Linked DNA regions of Mus musculus: regions 1, 2 and 3 are each linked to region 4. Evidence: chromatin contacts called from public Hi-C, HiChIP or PLAC-seq and promoter capture Hi-C data. All regions are on one chromosome and are shown on one strand. The core of a region is the stretch at or near the end of the contact, and the rest is flanking DNA. Distances in the headings are between cores, read along the strand shown.

Region 1 (2,700 bases), core at 47-2,546, 660 kb before region 4:
CTCTGGGCTTAGCTTTCTTTCTTTTTATTTTAAAGATTTATTTATTTATTTCATGTATGTGGGTACACTGTCACTGTCTTCAGACACACCAGAAGAGGGCATTGGGTTCCCATTACAGATGGTTGTGAGCCATCATGTAGTTCCTGGGGTTTGAACTCAGGACCTCTGGAAGAGCAGTCAGTGCTTTTTTTTTTTTTTTTTTTTTTTTCCCCAAATGAGACAGGGCTTCTCTGTATAACTCTGGCTGTCCTGGAACTCACTCTGTAGATTGGGCTGGCTCGAACTCAGAAATCTGGCTGCCTTTACCTTCCAAGTGCTGGGATTAAAGGTGTGCGCCACCACTGCCCAGCAGGTCTCATTTTAACAGCACAGTTCTAGGTTGAAATCTTCAAGACAATCCTGAGGTAAAGTGGCACAGGATCAAACCCCAGACAGAGCACAGTGGTTTAGAAGGGCTGTCCCAAGGTTGCCCAGCTGGTAGCTGCACTGAGTCATGGCTTTATTATCGGCACAGGGGAACGGGCAGGAAACAGGTTTTTGTTTTGTTTAGTTTTCTAAGTGAAAATAACTCCTGTAATCCCGGTTTGTAGGATTGCTCACTGCGAACATGCAGAAGGGGACAGCCTGGAAAGGAACACTGACGACAGACCAGGTGCAGAGAACCATTAGTGGCATTTCTGGCAACAAATGCACATCGATGCTGCATAGCTCCTATTGCATGATACGTAAGCATGTCACATATAATCTCTATCACAGTGACAGTGTCCCCACGACCAGCTTGTCCATAAGGAAGTCAGGCAACTTTCCAGACAATGCCACTGAACGAGCCCGGAACGTCTGAGACCGATGCCAGGTAGAGTAGGTAGGACGGGTTTGGGAGCGTACAGCCCATTTGAGCCGCTGACACTACAAGTCCCAGCAGCCCTCAGGGCAGGGAAGGCATGGGGCAGCCAGAATCCGGATGGACTACAAATCCCAGCAGGCAAATCATGGCCGCAGAGACTACCAGTCCCAGGACGCATCGTGCCACACACAGCGCACACTGGGATTTGTAGTCGTCAGGGCAGCGTTAGTGTGTTCACACCCATCAAAGAGGACGTACATTCCTCAGATTGAACACTGGAGGATTTACTGCTTTAGCAAGTAACATGGACGTGAGATGGGGAAGTAAGGGCCCAGCGAGTCAACTCTCGGAGCAGGGGAGGACAACTGCGCATGCTCGTTGGAGTCCGTCGGCGAAAGCGCGCGCCAGAGGCGCCCAGAGCAGGCCCCGCCCCCTTCCCGACCGGCCCCGCCCTTGAGCCGGGAGCCCAGGGAGCCTGCGCTGAGGGCGGGGCGCAGGCCGTGGGGAGGCGCTCGCGGCGCCTGCGCAGAGCGGCTGCTTCTCTCGCGAGGACGGACGCCATTATCGCAGCTCCCCGACAAACACCACGAGAATTCCGCAGCCCACACGGTAATTGCAGCTCCCGCAGCCGGTCGCGCCTCCACTCCCCCTTCCCGCGGGGCGAGAGCGAGAGCGAGAGCGAGATCTCCGGCCGCCCCCGCCCCGCCCCGCCGCCAACCGTCGCCAACGGCCACGGGGCCGCACGCCGGGCTGGGCGGGGGCCGGCGGGCCGCGGGATGTCCGCGCGTCGCCTCCGCGCCTCCACCCGCCGGGGCTGCGGGACCCGGGAAGCGAGCGAGCGAGCGGGCGAGCGGCCGAGGCCCGGCGGCCGTGCTCGCGTGCGTTCGGCTCCGGGGCCTCGGCGCCTCCCGGGCCCGCGCCCGGCGCTCCTGTCACGGGCTCGGCGCGCGGGCGCTGTGGCCCTGGCTCGGCCGCCCAAGTCTCTCAGGACTGAGCCTCGCGCGCTGCGCCCGGGCCCCGCGCGCCGCCCCGCCGCCTAGGTGGCCCCATCTCCCGGCCGTTGTTGGCGCTATGCCCCGGTAACCGGGTGACTTCGCCCTGGTTGGCGCGTCCGCCCGCCTCTGCTCTGCTCTCTGTTGACATCGGGGCCGAGACTGGTGCTCGCTTCCCCACCTAGCGTCACGTCCCCGTCCCGCACAGCCTGGCTCTTTTTTTTCCTTGTTACTTGTGGTGGCCTTTGTTTCTCTGCTCCTGGTGACATTGTAACTTCTCGGAGATAGTGTGGAACCTCCGGCTTCCCTCTACCTCCTCTCTGCCTTTCTTCTAATCTGGGTTGGGGACGCTTTAGGCGGGTGCAGGTAGGTCCCGAGGTCTTTCTTTCGCTGCACGCCTGGTCAGCTCAGGACGCAGTGTTTCAGTCAGCTTTCTTCTTGAGTCCCCAGGGAGCCTCTGCCAAGGACTTCCTTTCTGGTAACTGTTTCCTCCCTGGACCGGCCTAAGGTCTTCTTGGCATTGGAACAGGTCTGCCCTTCGCAGGTATGCTCGGTAGGCGTGTCCTCGAGCGCTGGGAGATTGTCCCAAGAGCCTTTCTTAAAGTCGTTAGAGAGTTTGTCGCCCTCCCCCCCACCCCCGCCCCATTTGGGCACACTACTTGAGTTTCTTTATCTTTCTATTCCTTTTTGATTTTCATTCCAGGAAAGAACTTCAGTTTATCTTTCACCCCAGTGGCGCAGGACTTTTAATTCCAAGCACTTAGGAGACAGAGGCAGGTGGATCTTTGCCAGTTTGAGGCAACCTCGTTTACATAGTGTTTACATAGGCAACCTCCCCTATCTCGGGGAGGGGGCCGGCGAATC
Region 2 (2,700 bases), core at 134-2,633, 530 kb after region 4:
AGCGCGGGAATGACTTGGGTGAAGAATTTCCAAGTTGGCTGAACTAGGGGTCCTAGAGTGGCCACAGGCCCCACAAGCCCACCCACTGGGACTGACTGGGACCCTGGAGGTTGACTCACGCTATGGGATCGGCCCTTTCTCCACAGGCTCTGCAGAACTGGAGGCATTGGGTGATCTGCCTAGCCAGCACCAGCGTTTAACAGCTGTGGACCTTTAACAGCTTTTGGCCTGAGATGGCGGCCTCTCCATCTGAGGGGGTCTGATCCTTGTTCCTTGTCTGCCAGAGACAAGTATGGCTACTTAACAGGGCTACGAGTGTACCACTGAGAGGTAGGCTTACATTCTGTCTTTTTGAACTTGGGTTCCAATGTCACTTCTACAGCTAGGTCATTAAAATACCACATGCTAAGTGATCTCAGAATTCAGAAAGTGGATATATCAGATTTCTGTAAGTTCAAGGCCAGCCTGGTCTACATAGTAAATCCTAGGCTAGCTAAGGCTACATAAGAGGACCCTGTTTAAAAAAACAAAAACAAACAAACAAAAAAATGTTGGGTGGTGGTGGTGCACACCATTAATCCTAGTACTCAGGAGGTAGAGGCAGGCAGATCTCTGTGTTCAAGGCCAGCCTGTTCCAGAGATTGAGTTATAGGACAGCCAGGGCTACACAGAGAGACTCTGTCCTGAAAAACAAAAACAAATAAACAAAACTCCTACAAATACCACATACTGTCCTGCTCAGTTGAAATATTAGCCACCAAGGGGCCACCATGCCAAGAGTGGCCCATGGCCAGTGTCATGAGAATAAGTCTCCAGGCCCAGTGAGCTTCTGTCCTGACTAAATGGATCAATGACCTCAGGACCCCTTATGGTCCCCCTCTCTCAGTTACCTAAGATTCAGCCCTGGCTGCTGTCACTGTTAAGAGAGGAGAGACTTCAGGCAGAGCCACATAGCTGCCTTACTGAATCGACTGAGAGTTTCTTATGCTCTGAGCGCTGCACTTCGGCTCGACCTGCCATGCACTCTGATGTAACATAAAGACTTTTGTAGGAGGTAGGGTGGGTGGTGGTCAGTCTGATTTGTGGTATCAGCTTATTAGTCTAAGGGGACAGCCAGCTTCTGTAGGTCCCTCCTCTGTGTTCTAAATGTGTTCCCCCCCTCACTGTCCCTCCTCCAGAGCCCCCTGGGCCTCGGAGGCCAAGCTCTGCCTGGCTGGATTAGTGCCTCTCCTGCTCCTCATCCAAGCTAGGCCTGGATGGAGGGGGTGAGAAGGACTGGAAGGCTGTTCTTTCCCCTGCTGCTGAGAGGAAGTGCAGGCAGGAACCTGTGACTAAGTGCCTGTAATTGGTGTGGGGGCTGAAAAGCTGTCAGACAAGCCCCACGCAGTCTGGCCAATCACACAAGAGCTGTGAGTGAAGCCCATTCCCTTCACCACCTGGTCCTGTCCTGTCCTGTCTGTGCAGGCCCCTTATGGTGGGCAACCAGCCAGCTCTAGGGGTGTGTCTTCCCTGCTCCCTCCCCTCTCTCTTCTAACTCTCTTCCCCCCTCCCTCCTCCTCTCACCAGATCCAGTGCCTGTACACGGTGGAGTATCCCTCCCTCCTCAGAACTCCCTAAGCCATTTGCTTAAACATTGCCTGCTGTGTTGAGTTCTCACAACAGCCCCACGTGATGGCCTACTGTGAGTGCGTGTGTGCGTTTCATGGAAAGGGGAGTTGAACTCAGAGAAATGCAGCCAGTTAGCCAAGAATGCACAGCAGAATCTTGAGCTGGGCCCTTCGTGCTTGACTCCCAGGTTGCAAAGCCTTGAGTTTTGGTTATGTATACAGGTGTGTTCAGGTGTGTGTCTGTGCACACACAAGTGTGTGTGTGTGTGTGCGCGCGCGTGTGCGCGTGTGCGCGCGCATGTTTGTGTGTTGTTTTACCATGTGTCTGAGTGTGCATGTGTGGGAAGGGCCGCACTCTCCTCTGTTGCTTTAACTATTGAAGCCTCTTCCAAGACTCTCCCAGTTGGCCTACTCTATGGGGCTTTAACCCAACAAGAACATCCAGATTTAAAGAGGTTATCTGCAGGGTGAAGCCTGTATCTCTCTTGAACAGCTATGTCACTGTGCCCAGTTTGTAAATGAGCACTGGGGCTTGAAGGCCAGTGCACGAGAGAGCTATGCCCCTTACCACATGCATGAAAATTCAGGCATTAGGTGGGTTCGTGGAGTTTGCCCTGGGTAGCCTCACCCCTAGAAGGCTCCATTTTACAAGTATACGAGAATCTCAGCCAGAGGAAGTAGGGTAAGAAGCCATCTGTTCAGGGTGCCAGGAGTTACATGTCGTCGTTTTAGGCTGTGGGTGGGGGAACTGATGGCCAAGGGTTAATGGGCTAAATCCTCAGAGTTACCAATGTTGAACAGAATATCCCCGAGAAACAGCCCTGGGCTAAAGGAGGTGGGCAGGGCTGTGAGGCAGCAGGGGTTCCTCCCTTGCTCTGGGCTCTAGCTTTGGTGGCATCTACTTCAGCAACCAAGATGAGACTTGGGGACACGTCCTAAGACACCTCCAGAGCCAGCTGCTTCTCAGTGTTCTCTCTCAGCCAGGGCCACAACCCTGACCCTGGCCAGGCCTGAGGCCTAGACTTCAAGGTGATCCTTGGTGGGGTTTCAGGATAATAAATATCAAGGTCTCAGTCATCATGTGAAACAGAGG
Region 3 (2,807 bases), core at 57-2,556, 670 kb after region 4:
ATAGTTAGGGCTACAACTAGAACTCTCTGATATAAAACCTCACCGTTAACTTACACTAATTTTCAATGAACCTGTGGAGCTAGTGAGAGAAAATGAATGTCCAGTTAGATAACTGGCTTCAATGGAAACACATACAAACATCTCTGTTGTAAACATCTTATGCAATTTATGATTTGAATTTGTTTAAACTTGTGGTAAATTACCATGTGATCTATTCTCCTAAAAAGGTACAAAAAAACCCTAGAAATGTCATTAGGTGGCAAAAGGAGAGGACAGAATTGGAAGGAAGAGGAAGAGAACAGTATGCAGAATGCAGAGAGAAAGACAAAGAAGAAGCTACAGAGAGAGCAGCAGGCTTCTCCTCACCATGAGATGGAGGAGCAGGGCTTTGCGTAACAAGGCAGGCTGTCTTACTAAAGAGGACAGCGCTTTCTTCTTACAGACTCGGGTTTAATTCATTTCGCAATAAAAAGGTAGAAGCTTCTCCTTTCTCTGTGCAGTAAAGGTTGGAGCTCATTTTTCACCCAGAATGACTGAGTTCTTTCTGTGCTGGCAGCTGGGCTTTTGCTCCATCTGCATATGTAAGTATGGATGTGTGTATCTAAGTATGTAGATATGAGATAAGTAGTTGGTTGGACCCAACAGGAGTGTATGTAGGTATATGAACGTGTGTGCATGAATGTGTATATGAATGTGTGTATGTGTTTATGTACATTTGCTTGTGTAAAACTGTTTCCTTCTGTGATCTTGACTCGTCTCTTGCTTGGTTCAATACAAGTTTATTGCTCCAAACCTCCCTCCAGCCTGGCAAGCAAGAGGCAGAGGCACAAGGCTATTGGGCAAGAGAGAGAGAAGCCATACCAGTTATGTAGTCCCCTGCTGTAGCCGCCCTACCAGTTACTTAGTCTCCTGCTGTTAAGCAACAGGTGTTGATTCGCCCAGAGGCCTGCAGCTTCTGCTTCAGTGTGACGGAAATGTCATCATAGAAGGCAACCCTAATCTCTTGCAAGGCCAAGTCTTGCTCCCACCACTGCTCTTCCCCTTCAGCTTCCTTCAAGAGAGGACCCGGGTGGCCTAAGCTCCCAGCAGCTCGGTAGCATCACATATCCATAAAGGGATGAAATACTACTGCATGGATGGACCCTGAAAATATCTGCCCAGTGCTTAAGCCAGGAACACATCCCACATGCGATTCTGTTTCTATGAAATGCCCAGAGCAGGCAGCTCTGCCGGCAAGAGGTAGACTGCTAAGGGCTGGGGGTCTGCGCAGCAGTCACAGGCACATGCAATATACGCCTCCTCCAGAGTTGCTCAAGAGACGAAGGGGAAGAGGGGACTGACCAGTTTCACTTTGCTGTAACCCTCAGGAGGCTGAGACTGAAAGATTGAATTCTAGATGAGTCGGCTACAGAGTGAGACCCTGGACAAGTAACTTCCTACAGTGCTATTGCACGGACATGAATGATCACCATGAAGAAGCCATGGTGTGAGTTTCAATGACTGAGGAATTCCACACAGAAGACGACACTGAGTTTCTTTGAGTTGTGCTGACCCGTGCTGTCACTAGCAGAGAGCAGGAGGTTTGAGGACTGTGTGGCTGACCTTTGGTGGAAGTCCATGATCTCGCTGACAAGGACTGTGCACGCCTCTTCCAGGTCTCCACCACAGCCGCCCAAAGCCGTCGGAGCTGGCAAGTAGCGCTCATAGATTGCCCATTGATGGAAGTCATGTCTGCAATGGTGGAAGGCCGAGGTCAACACTGAGCAACACTTTGTAACCATCCTGAAGTGGTCTCTCTCAGAAGAACACAGTGCCAGTGACTGGGCAGTGGGAGCTAGCCCCAGCAGCCTGAGAGCTCACAGGTGAGTGAGGATCCATTGTCTGCAAGACAGGGGACAGAGCTGTGGCCAAGCCGTCTTTCCTATGCACCAGGGAAGGGCCTCAAGGACATGGTGACTGTTTTAAGTGGAAACAGCCAAACACAAGTGAGGTAGCTCACACCACAAAGACCAGGCGAGGTTCACGGAGAGGCACTTTGTCCATGTGGGCTGATATCTCAAGCATTAGGAGTGTGACTAAAGCAGGGAGGATGGCTGGGAATGGAGCCATCTGTGGGGAGCTTCCCTAGCATGGAAAAAGCCTTCGCTTCCAGCAAAAAGAGGGGTGGGCGGGGAACCCCTAAAACACTTCTTAAAAAAAAAGTCTAAATACGATCTCAAGATAACAGTGACCCAAGGGGTTAAAACTTGAGCCTGAGCCTGGTGAGGCGGCTCAGCTTTTAAGAGCTCTGGCTGCTTTGGCAAAGGACCTAGGTTCACATCCCAGCACTGATGTGGCAGCTGCATCTGTCTGCAACTTTAGTTCCAAAATATCTACCACCTTCTTCTGACCCCTGCAGGTCACTCACGCGTGCGCACACACACACACACACCCATACATATCAAATAAAAGTAAATAATTTTTTAAAGCGAAGTTATGAGGCCTTTAACAACAGCATCCTGTCACGATGCACTCAGTTTCTAGTGCCTACCTCAAGTAACTCCTAGGAGCCTGCCCACCCATATACCCCCATTACCTCAATCAGACAGCCCAAGTGGTCACTTGTTCTTACAGGGCCTATTTTATAGCCTCAGACCACTCATTGTGTCTACTGTGGTTTTACCAAAGTGCACAGAAAAAAAAAAGTATGTGTGTGTGCATACACATACATATATACATTCTCTCAATATAGGCTCTGGTGGGTTTAGGTTCCCTGCATAGACCTCATTTGTCTTTATCTGTACAAGGGTACTATATATATATATATA
Region 4 (2,838 bases), core at 27-2,526:
AAATCCCAACAACCACATGGTGGCTCACATCCACTCATAATGAGATCTGACACCCTCTTCTGGTGTGTCTGAAGACAGCGACAGTGTACTTATCTATAATAATAAATAAATCTTTTTTTAAAAGTCTCTAAAATTCAACTTATTTTACATATATAGCACCTCTCCATTCTGATGGGCCCACAGATCGCTAGACAGCATCCCTCTCCCCTTTTTGAGGAGGTAAGTGTGGATCAGCACAGGTCTGAAGGCCCTGCAGAGGGCTGGTTTGGCTATTAATTAGCCTCGGCCGGTATTAGCCTCTGATTTGTTTCAAATCATCCTGAACTGGATGTGACTCTGATTCTAACAATAGCCAACAGATGTCACTCCACAGTGTGTGTCTGGGGGTGGGGGGGTGGGGGTGGAGGTGGGGCTGGCAGGCTGAGACTGCGAGGAAGGCACAGTCCATCTAGTTCTGTTTGGATAGTTCCATCTGACTTAGTGTTCTACATGACTGATTTCTAAGCTTTCATGTCACTTCAGGGCGACAGATTTCTCAGACAGGGACACTGAGGGAGATATGCCCCAGGGCAGAATTCATAAATGACCACAGGCTGCACTCGCAGGTGACATTCTATGCCTGACTTTGTGGTCAGAGTTCCCCCAGAGGTCAGGCTGGAGGTGGGCACCAAGGCAGGGCCACCTGTTGAGGGGAGGAGAATGTCAGCCCGCTCTCGGGAGGGGAAGTAGGAAGAAAAGGGCCTCCCTGAACACCTACCCCCACTGCGGAAACAGTGAAAGATGTGACACCGGGCTCTGGGCCTCCCTCGGGTCACTGCTCATCCGCCGTGTGGCTGCCCTGTGTCTTCCGTGTCCCCCCGCCGCGTGGCCCCACTTACATCGTCCATGAGCAGTAGCACGATGTTGGGGGGCTGCGGAGCACCTGCGGCCAAGAGTCCTAGGGCACTCAGTACCAGCAGCAGCTGCTGGGCTGCGGTACAGGCCGCCATAGCAAACCAAGCTCCCGCTGAGGAGTCAAGACCCAGTCCCAAGCCTGCCGCGGTTCCTTTTGGACTGTAGGGCGGGCCCTGGCGGCAGAATGAGAGGAGGGGCAGGGCCACGGAGAAAAGAAGAGGGAGAGGTGGGGCCTAGGCTGTCTGAGTGACAAGGGAGTGGGCTGGGCCTTACGGGAAAGGGGCGGGACCAAGGCCGGACCTGAGAGTCTGGGCGGAGCCATGGTAGAGAGAGGCGGGCTCTGAGCCTCGGTGGGAGGAGAATGGGCGGGGCCTGCCTCCACATCGGGTCACATGATGTGGCGCACAGCCTGCCAATATGGCGGTGTGCATCGCGGTGATCGCCAAGGAGGTGCGTGAGAGGCTGCGGGCGGCGGGCGGCGGGCGGCGGGCGGCGGGCCTCCTTCCAGCCATGGTCTTGATCTTTTCAACTCTGAGCTCCAAGCCTCAGCCAAGCCCTATGATCAGGATCCTTCCGGCTCGCTTTCGCTGACAGCTGACAGCCGTCCGCCGCCAGTTTGCAGGCCTCCGCCTCCGGGTTTTGAGATCCCCCGGGAAGCTTAGCTGGTCGCTGCAGCCTGCCACCCGTCGCTCTACGCGTTCTTTTCACGGCCTCAGCTGCCTTCCGCGTCCGGTCTTTCTGCCCCGCCTTCCGGACCGTCCCCTGGCTGCCCAGCCGGCGCTATTTAAATATAAGCCTGGCGCGGCTCAAGTCAGCCTAGAATCCAAGTGCTTTTCTTTGCCTTAGGATAGTCCCCTTCATGTCTTTTGCACCCTTCTACTCCACCGTGAAGGCCTGCAAACCTCTAGACAGCATCCCTCTCCCCTTTGTACCCTCTATTCCCAACTGTCATCTTGCTGGCCAACATATATATTCATTTCTTTCCGGAAAGCTGTTTATGGATGCTAAGACAGCTCCAGAGGGCCACAATATCCTGTTGCATGAAGCCTGTATCCCTATTAGGCTTTTTCTGAGATCTGCCATTAGGGATTAGACTGCTGTGAAGCTGTCAGTATGAAAGAGGGAGTTATACCCCCAGGAGGCCACCAAAACCAAAACTCATGTCATAGGCAGCTGCTGCTTTGATAAACTCAGGAGGAGGAAGTCCAGTATCTATGCTGAAGGGTCCTGATTTGGAGACTCATTCAATGTCTCGAAGCACTGAGAACAGACCACTACCCTAGTGTGGCACGTTAAGAAATAGCTAGTGCCCCTGCTGTTAGGATGACACTACAGAGTGTGCTGGTGGTTGAGGCAGAGGTGATCCTAGGAAGAGAAGTGTCAGGGTATGTTGTTAGGCTGTGCTCAGGTTGGCATTCCGGAGTCATTTCTGCTCACTTCCTGCCCCTGTGCATTTGTCTCTACTGCTTCCACCCTCCCTTCCTCCTCCTTTCTGGTACAGGTGAGAGAACTAGGGCTTAATGCTGCGACTCAAGCACTCCACTACGGAGTTACATCTCTGGTCCCATATTGCTTTTCTTTTTGGCACTGGGAATTGGACTTAGTGCCCTGTGCATGTCAGGCAAGTGCCACACCACCCAGTTTTATCTTTATAGTCCACTCTCTGCAGACAGTCTTCCTTAGGTTCAGTTATGTCGCTGAAGGCAGCATGCCACAGTGCATTAAGCAGTAGAGAGTCATTGTCAGGCTGAGAGCACACGAGTGCTTTGACTTTGCCCTTAGAGCCCGAACTCACTGGGTGGGCTGCCATCTCTTCCTGCAGAATTACCCTCTGTACATCCGAAGCACTCCGACAGAGAGTGAGCTCAAGTTCCACTACATGGTGCACACGTCTCTGGATGTGGTAGACGAGAAGATCTCTGCCATGGGGAAAGCACTGGTGGA

What was found. Promoter capture Hi-C pulls out the DNA fragments that hold promoters and counts their contacts. Hi-C and Micro-C count contacts between places; a contact is called where the count stands out from the background. HiChIP or PLAC-seq counts read pairs in DNA pulled down with a chosen protein or histone mark.
Region 1: a contact with region 4 is called in a Hi-C map of Th1 cells, with 6 times the contacts expected there. The contact joins the promoter of Banp here to the promoter of Trappc2l in region 4. A contact is called at or near these places in 2 of 39 promoter capture datasets (the 3T3-L1 cell line and hippocampal neurons), 1 of 484 Hi-C or Micro-C datasets (Th1 cells) and 2 of 115 datasets of contacts at active chromatin or transcription factors (astrocytes and extraembryonic endoderm stem cells).
Region 2: an H3K4me3 HiChIP or PLAC-seq map of craniofacial prominence shows a contact between it and region 4, with 4 times the contacts expected there. The contact joins the enhancer-like site here to the promoter of Trappc2l in region 4. A contact is called at or near these places in 6 of 39 promoter capture datasets (the 3T3-L1 cell line, the SN4741 cell line, embryonic stem cells and 3 more), 1 of 484 Hi-C or Micro-C datasets (bone marrow-derived macrophages), 3 of 115 datasets of contacts at active chromatin or transcription factors (craniofacial prominence, embryonic stem cells and large pre-B cells) and 1 of 9 other capture datasets (liver).
Region 3: a promoter capture Hi-C map of neutrophils shows a contact between it and region 4, with 3 times the contacts expected there. The contact joins the enhancer-like site here to the promoter of Trappc2l in region 4. A contact is called at or near these places in 12 of 39 promoter capture datasets (the 3T3-L1 cell line, the C10 cell line, the HPC-7 cell line and 8 more), 2 of 115 datasets of contacts at active chromatin or transcription factors (embryonic stem cells and large pre-B cells) and 3 of 9 other capture datasets (embryonic stem cells, liver and pancreatic islet).

The regions. Positions count from the first base shown.
Region 1 is chr8:121,949,196-121,951,895 of GRCm38.p6, forward strand. Banp (BTG3 associated nuclear protein) reads left to right here and starts at 1,297. Exons shown (of 14, transcript NM_016812.4): 1 at 1,297-1,453. It overlaps Gm27011 (predicted gene, 27011), which reads right to left and starts at 1,450. Exons shown (of 1, transcript NR_169031.1): 1 at 483-1,450.
Region 2 is chr8:123,136,433-123,139,132 of GRCm38.p6, forward strand. No RefSeq gene overlaps it. Among named protein-coding and RNA genes, the nearest start is that of Mir7080, 7.7 kb to the left of the region's middle. Within about 2 kb of position 1,384, at least 137 of the 459 cell types and tissues checked have an H3K27ac peak or open chromatin away from gene starts, as enhancers often do. A contact at or near this core is called in craniofacial prominence and hippocampal neurons, where this site is marked.
Region 3 is chr8:123,279,590-123,282,396 of GRCm38.p6, forward strand. It overlaps Fanca (Fanconi anemia, complementation group A), which reads right to left. Exons shown (of 43, transcript NM_016925.3): 30 at 1,603-1,731. Among named protein-coding and RNA genes, the nearest start is that of Vps9d1, 27 kb to the left of the region's middle. Within about 2 kb of position 1,307, at least 34 of the 459 cell types and tissues checked have an H3K27ac peak or open chromatin away from gene starts, as enhancers often do. A contact at or near this core is called in neutrophils, where this site is marked.
Region 4 is chr8:122,610,350-122,613,187 of GRCm38.p6, forward strand. Trappc2l (trafficking protein particle complex 2-like) reads left to right here and starts at 1,277. Exons shown (of 5, transcript NM_021502.2): 1 at 1,277-1,344; 2 at 2,717-2,838. The coding sequence starts at 1,312. It overlaps Galns (galactosamine (N-acetyl)-6-sulfate sulfatase), which reads right to left and starts at 1,138. Exons shown (of 14, transcript NM_016722.4): 1 at 879-1,138. The coding sequence starts at 989.